2 separate regions of the Astyanax mexicanus genome follow, and region 1 is linked to region 2. A link is a contact called in public Hi-C data. All regions are on one chromosome and are shown on one strand. Each heading gives the region's core, a stretch centred on a gene start, on an enhancer-like site or on the middle of the called end of the contact. The rest is flanking DNA. Distances are from core to core; before and after follow the strand shown. Region 1 holds the start of sh3pxd2b (SH3 and PX domains 2B). Region 2 holds the start of stk10 (serine/threonine kinase 10).

Evidence for each region. A called contact is a pair of places that touch in the nucleus more often than the background predicts.
Region 1: a Hi-C map of muscle shows a contact between it and region 2, with 9 times the contacts expected there. The contact joins the promoter of sh3pxd2b here to the promoter of stk10 in region 2. A contact is called at or near these places in 2 of 3 Hi-C or Micro-C datasets (both in muscle).

What each region holds. Positions count from the first base shown.
Region 1 is chr17:45,794,833-45,797,970 of AstMex3_surface, reverse strand. sh3pxd2b (SH3 and PX domains 2B) reads left to right here and starts at 1,331. Exons shown (of 13, transcript XM_022676622.2): 1 at 1,331-1,659. The coding sequence starts at 1,588.
Region 2 is chr17:45,664,163-45,667,405 of AstMex3_surface, reverse strand. It overlaps stk10 (serine/threonine kinase 10), which reads right to left and starts at 1,678. Exons shown (of 19, transcript XM_022676618.2): 1 at 1,241-1,678. The coding sequence starts at 1,393. It overlaps zmp:0000001268 (CYTL1 domain-containing protein), which reads right to left. Exons shown (of 4, transcript XM_007252796.4): 4 at 2,931-3,243. The coding sequence ends at 3,202.

The DNA of each region.
Region 1 (3,138 bases), core at 82-2,581, 130 kb before region 2:
CGGGTTTTTTTACTTTATTTGTTGGCTGCAGTAATTTTTAACAAAAAAGCGCACCTTTTAACAAAAATAAATAAATAAATAAAAAAAAAATATATATATATATATATATATATATATATATATATATATATATATAATTAGCAAAAAAAAAAGAACTGACTTTTTTGGAGTTTTTTTTGTCGTCATATAAAAAAACGCACCTTTTAAACAAAAAAAAACATTTGTGTTTTTATTAGTTCTTTCATAACAGTTTTATATTCGAGTCAAGAATATTTAATAGTAACATAATTAGCAAAAAAAAGGACTTACTTTTTTGGTTTTTTTTTTGTCGTCATTTTTAACATAAAACGCACCTTTTTATCAAAAAAAACATTTGTGTTTTTATTAATTATTTTATAACAGTTTTATCTTCGAGTCAAGAACATTTTATAGTAACATAATTAGCAAAAAAAAGCACTGTTTTTTTTTTTTTTGTGGTCCGCGGTAACTTTTAACATAAAAACGCACATTTTTAACAAAAAAAAAACATTATTGATTTTATTAGGTTTTTTTATAACATTTAATAGTAACATAATTAGTCCTTTTTTTTTTTTTGGTGGTCGCGGTCATTTTTAACAAAAAAAATCGCACCCCGCCGTCTCTGGATTTTCAAACAAGCCCAATTTAAAGGGAAAACCTGCGCGAACCTGGCAACCCTGCTGGGAGCGGCTTCAGCCATTCGTATTTTTATTCTCACCTGTTTTCAGGCAAGCCCCTCCCTCCTTTGCTGGGATTGGCTAAGAGTCAATTCCTTTGCAGACTAGCTAATCACAGCATTCGGTATTAGATTATCAGCCAATTGTTTCTTAGGTGGGCGGGGTTTAAATGAAAATGGGTGTGAAAAGAAAGCTGAATCACAGCAGTGAAGGTGAGATTGGAGATTTCTGATGGGAGCGGCTGCAGCCATTCTTATTTTTCCTCTCACCCGTTTTCAGGCAACACCCTCCCTTCTTCGCTGGGATTGGCTAAGAGTGAATTATTTTACAGAATAGCTAATCACATCTTTAGGTATGAGATTTCCAGCCAATTGACTCTCGGGTGGGCGGGGTTTAACGAAAAATAGGTGGAAAAAGACAGAGCCAAAAGACAGCTGAATCATAGCTCACAGCAGTGGAGGTGTGTTTTCAGCCAATTGACTCTCTGATAGGCGGGGTTTAACGGAAAATAGGTGGGGAAAAGACAGCAGAATCGTAGAATCATAGCAGTGGAGGTGAGATTTCCAGCCAATAGCAGCACTTGTGGGCGGGGCCTTCCTGAAAACAGGTGGGTAAAGGCAGGCTGGCAGCAGCAGCAGCAGTAAACAGGGGAACAGCAGAGAGCTTCTCCTGCAGGAAACTGGACTACGTGGACTATTCCAGCAGCCATTCTCCAGCTCTTCTGCTCTTCTTCAGCTCTTCTCCAGCTCTTCTCAAGCTCTTCTCCAGCCTAAAACAGATGCCACACATTAACCCAGCAGCTCCCAGTCAGCTCTGAGCCTTTCCTTCCCCCAGTTCAGTCCTTTTTACTGGGAACTTTCCTCAGAGAGGAGAAGAGAGAGGAGGAGGCAACATGCCACGAAGGACTGTTCAAGATGTAACAGTTCAAGATGTGCAGAAGAGGAGAAATCCCAGCAAACATTATGTGAGTTTATGCCTTTTTTACTCTGTGTCCTTTTAGAAAATGTCATTGTTCTACGTACTTTGCTCCTTTTTCTTTAGTTTCCAGAAGTTTGCTGGAGGGTTTTTCAGCTGAGCTGCTGGAACAAAGAGAGAGAGAGGGGCTGAGAAAAATGAACTCAGGCAGGATCAGGTTACACTGACCCACAGAGCAGAAGACTTAAAACTGTGGCTTTCAGCCACTTAAATATGTGAATTGAACAGTTTTCTCTGTTTGTTTTAGTTTATTTTAGTATAATAGAAGTGTTTAAACACATTTCACCTCATTTTAATACGCTTGTGTCTGATAAAAGACATAAAAGAGAAGATTTAGCAAAGAGAAAGTATTTCCCAAGAGAAGATCCCCATCTCCATCTTTATTCAGGCCAACTTTACGGTAGCATTAATATATAATATAACTTATACTCTGTACTAGAATACCTATGAAGACACCTAAATCAATGTCACAACATTTTCCAACATTTTCCAACATTTTACTACACTTTATTAAGTTGCGACTGAAAAAAGGCAACAAAGAATAAAGTTAATTTAATATAACGTCTGTTATGTACTAAAATACTTATGAATCAACCTAAACAAGTATCACAACACCACATTTTACCACATTTAATTACACTTGCAACTGATAAAAGACATAAAAGAGAAGATTTAGCAAAGAGAAAATCTACATTTTTATTTAGGCCAAATTTACAGTAGGAATAATATAATATAACTTATACTCTGTACTAGAATACCCATGAAAAGACCTAAATCAATGTCTCAACACAACATTTCCCCACGTTTTACCACACTAAATTACGCCTTACGACTGATAAAAGACATAACAGAGAAGCTTTAGCAAATAGAAAGTATTTCCCAAGAGAAAATCTCCATCTTTATTTCTACTGTCAGCTTTACAGTATCATTAATATAGTATTTAACTTATATTCTGTACTATCATACACATAAAGAGACCCAAATTAATGTCACAACACAATATATCCCCACATTTTACCCCACTGCAGTAAGTTGTGACTAATAAAAGGCAACACAGAAGAATCAGAAGAATCTCCTGAAAAGTCCTCTACTCTCTTAATCTTGTGTATTTAGTTAGGTCAGCTTTACTGTAGCGTTAATATAATATAACTTATATTATGTACTATTAATCTGTGCCTATGAAAAGCTTTACTGGCATTCTACAAAAGAAAAATGGACAGTTATATCAGTATCACAACACATTTTACCACATTTTATTAGACCAACATTTAATATATATATATATATATTATCTGTACATATATAAAAAATGTACAGAGTAGAGTATAAGTTTAGATATTCATGTAACATTTATATACCTTGCAATTTAGCAGTTTAAATAAAACAATACATTTATTGTTAAAAAAATGAGCTCAAATCAATGCATTTTAAAGTAGGCCTGTTCTAATAGTGTGACGAAGTTTTCTTT
Region 2 (3,243 bases), core at 429-2,928:
AAGAATGAACAAGTTTTATAAATTACAAATGTATTATTAGTCGCTGCACCTAAACTGGTTTAATAAACTGTAAATTTTACAAAAAGCTTAACTTACTCCATTTAATTAAGTAACTTCTGAATTCTTTCTATGAAATACTACAGCTTCTGACTGTCAGCACCTGAAACAACAATAAGCAAAGGTGGATATACTGTATATAAAGTTTACAAAAGCTTCAATTTGTACAATTTAGTTAATAGAGTCTTGAGATATATAAATTATTCAACAAACTTCCAGCAGCCCAATGGTAAGAACCACCCAGTTTCAATGAATCAAGTGTAGACGAGCTGATTATAGTGTTAAAATTGTAAAGTTATAACTGTAAACTCTACAGAATGCCCAATCAAGGCTGGGTCATAGGTGTATCTTGTGTCAAACCAACCCAATGGTAAAAAACATCCAGTTTCAGACAGACACTGCTATACAGTACTGCCAATAAAACTGTTAATAGTATAAAAGGTTTAAAGCTCACGGTCCCTGAGATTAAACTGGATTTACAATCTGTAAAGTTTACAAAAACTTCAATTTGTCCAATTTAGTTAATAGAGTCTTGATATATGTAAAATACTCAACAAACTTCAAGCAGCCCAATAGAGAAAAAACACCCAATTTCAGTCAGTGCCTCACTGTAGAGTCTGAAAAACCAACAAGCAAATGTAGATGAGCATATAAATGTAAAGTCTACAGAATGAGTAAAGTCTGCAATATATCCCCTGTCAAATCAACCCAATGGTGAAAAACACCCAACACTGTACTGCCAAACCAACTGGTCAAAATATAAAAAGGTGTGAAGCTCACAGTCAATGAGATTAAACTGGATTTCTAAACTGTAAAGTTTACAAAAAGCTCCTTTTAGTCCATTTCATTAAGCAACTTTACAAACACCCTATTTCCCAGTTTCTGAAAGTCAATACACTTTTATAGTGCCTTAAAAACAACAAGCAAATGTGTATAAATTGTTTATAGTGTTAACGATGTGAAACTCTTAGTAACTGATATTTACAAACTGTAAAGTTTAAATAAACCTGTAAATAAAGCTTCTTTCCACTCCAAAAAGTCCAATAGTGGGAAGCACCCAGTTTCAAACAGTCAGCTCTTCAGAGCAGAGCCTGAAAAACCAACCAGTAAAAGTAGCTGGACTGGTTCTGCTGTTAAACACAGGAATCAGTGATTTAAATACAGGAAACTGAGAGAAACTCACCTTATAAACTTTCCCAAAAGCTCCATCCCCCAGCTCTCCTACTATCTCCCACTGATCACCGGGGTTCACATCCCTGTGAACGTGTTCATACTGCTTCACTCTCTTCTTATCCAGAGTGGGGAGACGAAAAATCCGGCCGAATATTGAAGCCATGGTGAATAAAGCAGAATTAACCTGAATAAAACTCAATAAAACTCTGTATAACTCTGTTAAACTGAGTCTCAGAGTTCTCCGGCGGAGTTTACTGGGGTATAAGTGAACTCCAAAAGCTCAAACTCTCCCAAAACTCCCTCCTACTCCATCCTCACAGCTCAAAAACCACAAAAACTAAAACATTAAAACTCCTAAATCTGTAGAAACTAAAGAACAGGATCTGAACGCGAACATCTCGCCGCTCGCGCGCACCGAGTGGCGCCCACCTGCAGCTCTCACACACTCAAACCGCAGCGGCTCCGATCCGCAGAGAATCGGTTCTCTTGATCCGGTTCTTTTCTACGATTCAGACGAACCGATTCATAGGTTCAAAAGAATCGAATATTACTGAACTGAGTCAGCTGAGAAGAAATATTTATACTTACGTCATTTTAAGAACGAACGTCATATTGTACCTTTTTCTTGGCGCAAGATGGTTCAGTTTCTAAAGCAACGCTATAATATAAATATAAGTTAAATATATTAAAATAGTATATTAAAAAATATCAAATATGCCTTTAAAAATTAAGTGTTTTTGTGTATGTTTTATGTTTGTGTTCTTTGTTTATCGTGTTTCCTCCTTTTTGTATTTTTGAGGTAGAGTTACAGATATACAGTGAATAGTGAATATTTGAGTAATGTTCTAATCCAGGTTATGAGAAACAAGAACTACTCAACTAAACACAGAAAAAAAGTCAGTAAATCCAAAACGTTTAAAGAACTTTGGTATAATGTTGAATAAAGGTTGTAATGCAACCAAAACTTTACTCAATGATATTTAATATTTCCTGATAGCAGGAGATATTTTTAATCTATTTAATTAATTCACTGAGAAGAACTGTGACTTCATAAAACTCTGTGATCAGATCCACCCAGAAACAGAACGATTCAAAAGAATCAGTTCACTAAACTGAACTGAACTCCTGTGCGAGCTAGAACGCACGCCTGTCACCTAGGCCACGCCCCCAACACGGCGAGGCATCATGGGATTTGTAGTTTGTTTATTTTTTCAAACAGTTTAACCTTCTTTACCAGCTTTTAGGCACATAAAGCCTTTTGTGATGCTTTAATACTCTTTACAGTTTAACACTTTTAATATGATTTGAACTCCTTAATGTCCTTATTGCAAGAATATGAAATATAACTAAACACAACCGAAATTTATTTTAAAATACAAAAAAAGAGGAGAGAAAAGCTCAAAAACAACAATTACATATTGTAACTCATTGTGACTCAAAACTAAATAAAACAATAAATAAATAAAAATAAAAAAAGATTAATAAAGCAAGTTAGAGCACTATATCTGCACAATGCCTCCATCTAGTGTTTATATAGGGTAAAGACATAAACTGAGAAGCAGTGAAAGAAGAAAAGAGAGACTGAAATAGATACAGAAAATATTAATAAATAAATAAATAAATAAATAAACAAATAAATGCTAAGGAGTCGTTGTGATGCAATCAAAATTTATTTGCTGTAATATTTGATAAATGAGATTATGAAAACACTGAACAACAAAGGTTTAAAAATATATAATATAATATAATATTATATAATATTTTTATATATTTGTTTATAAGATTGAAGCTCAGAAACAAGTTTACGTGAAAGAACGTATACATAGAACATACTCACATAAAAGAACAAAAACATTAGTATTTAGAATAAAGACATACAGCAAAAGTTTAGAACTATAATAAAACTTCATATATAGTCATAAAGTGATGTACTGAATGAGCTGGGTATAAACTCCTTAATTTTGCTTCTTCTTAGTATCTTCTGCCTCGCAGTACAGCACAGTCATCATAGGT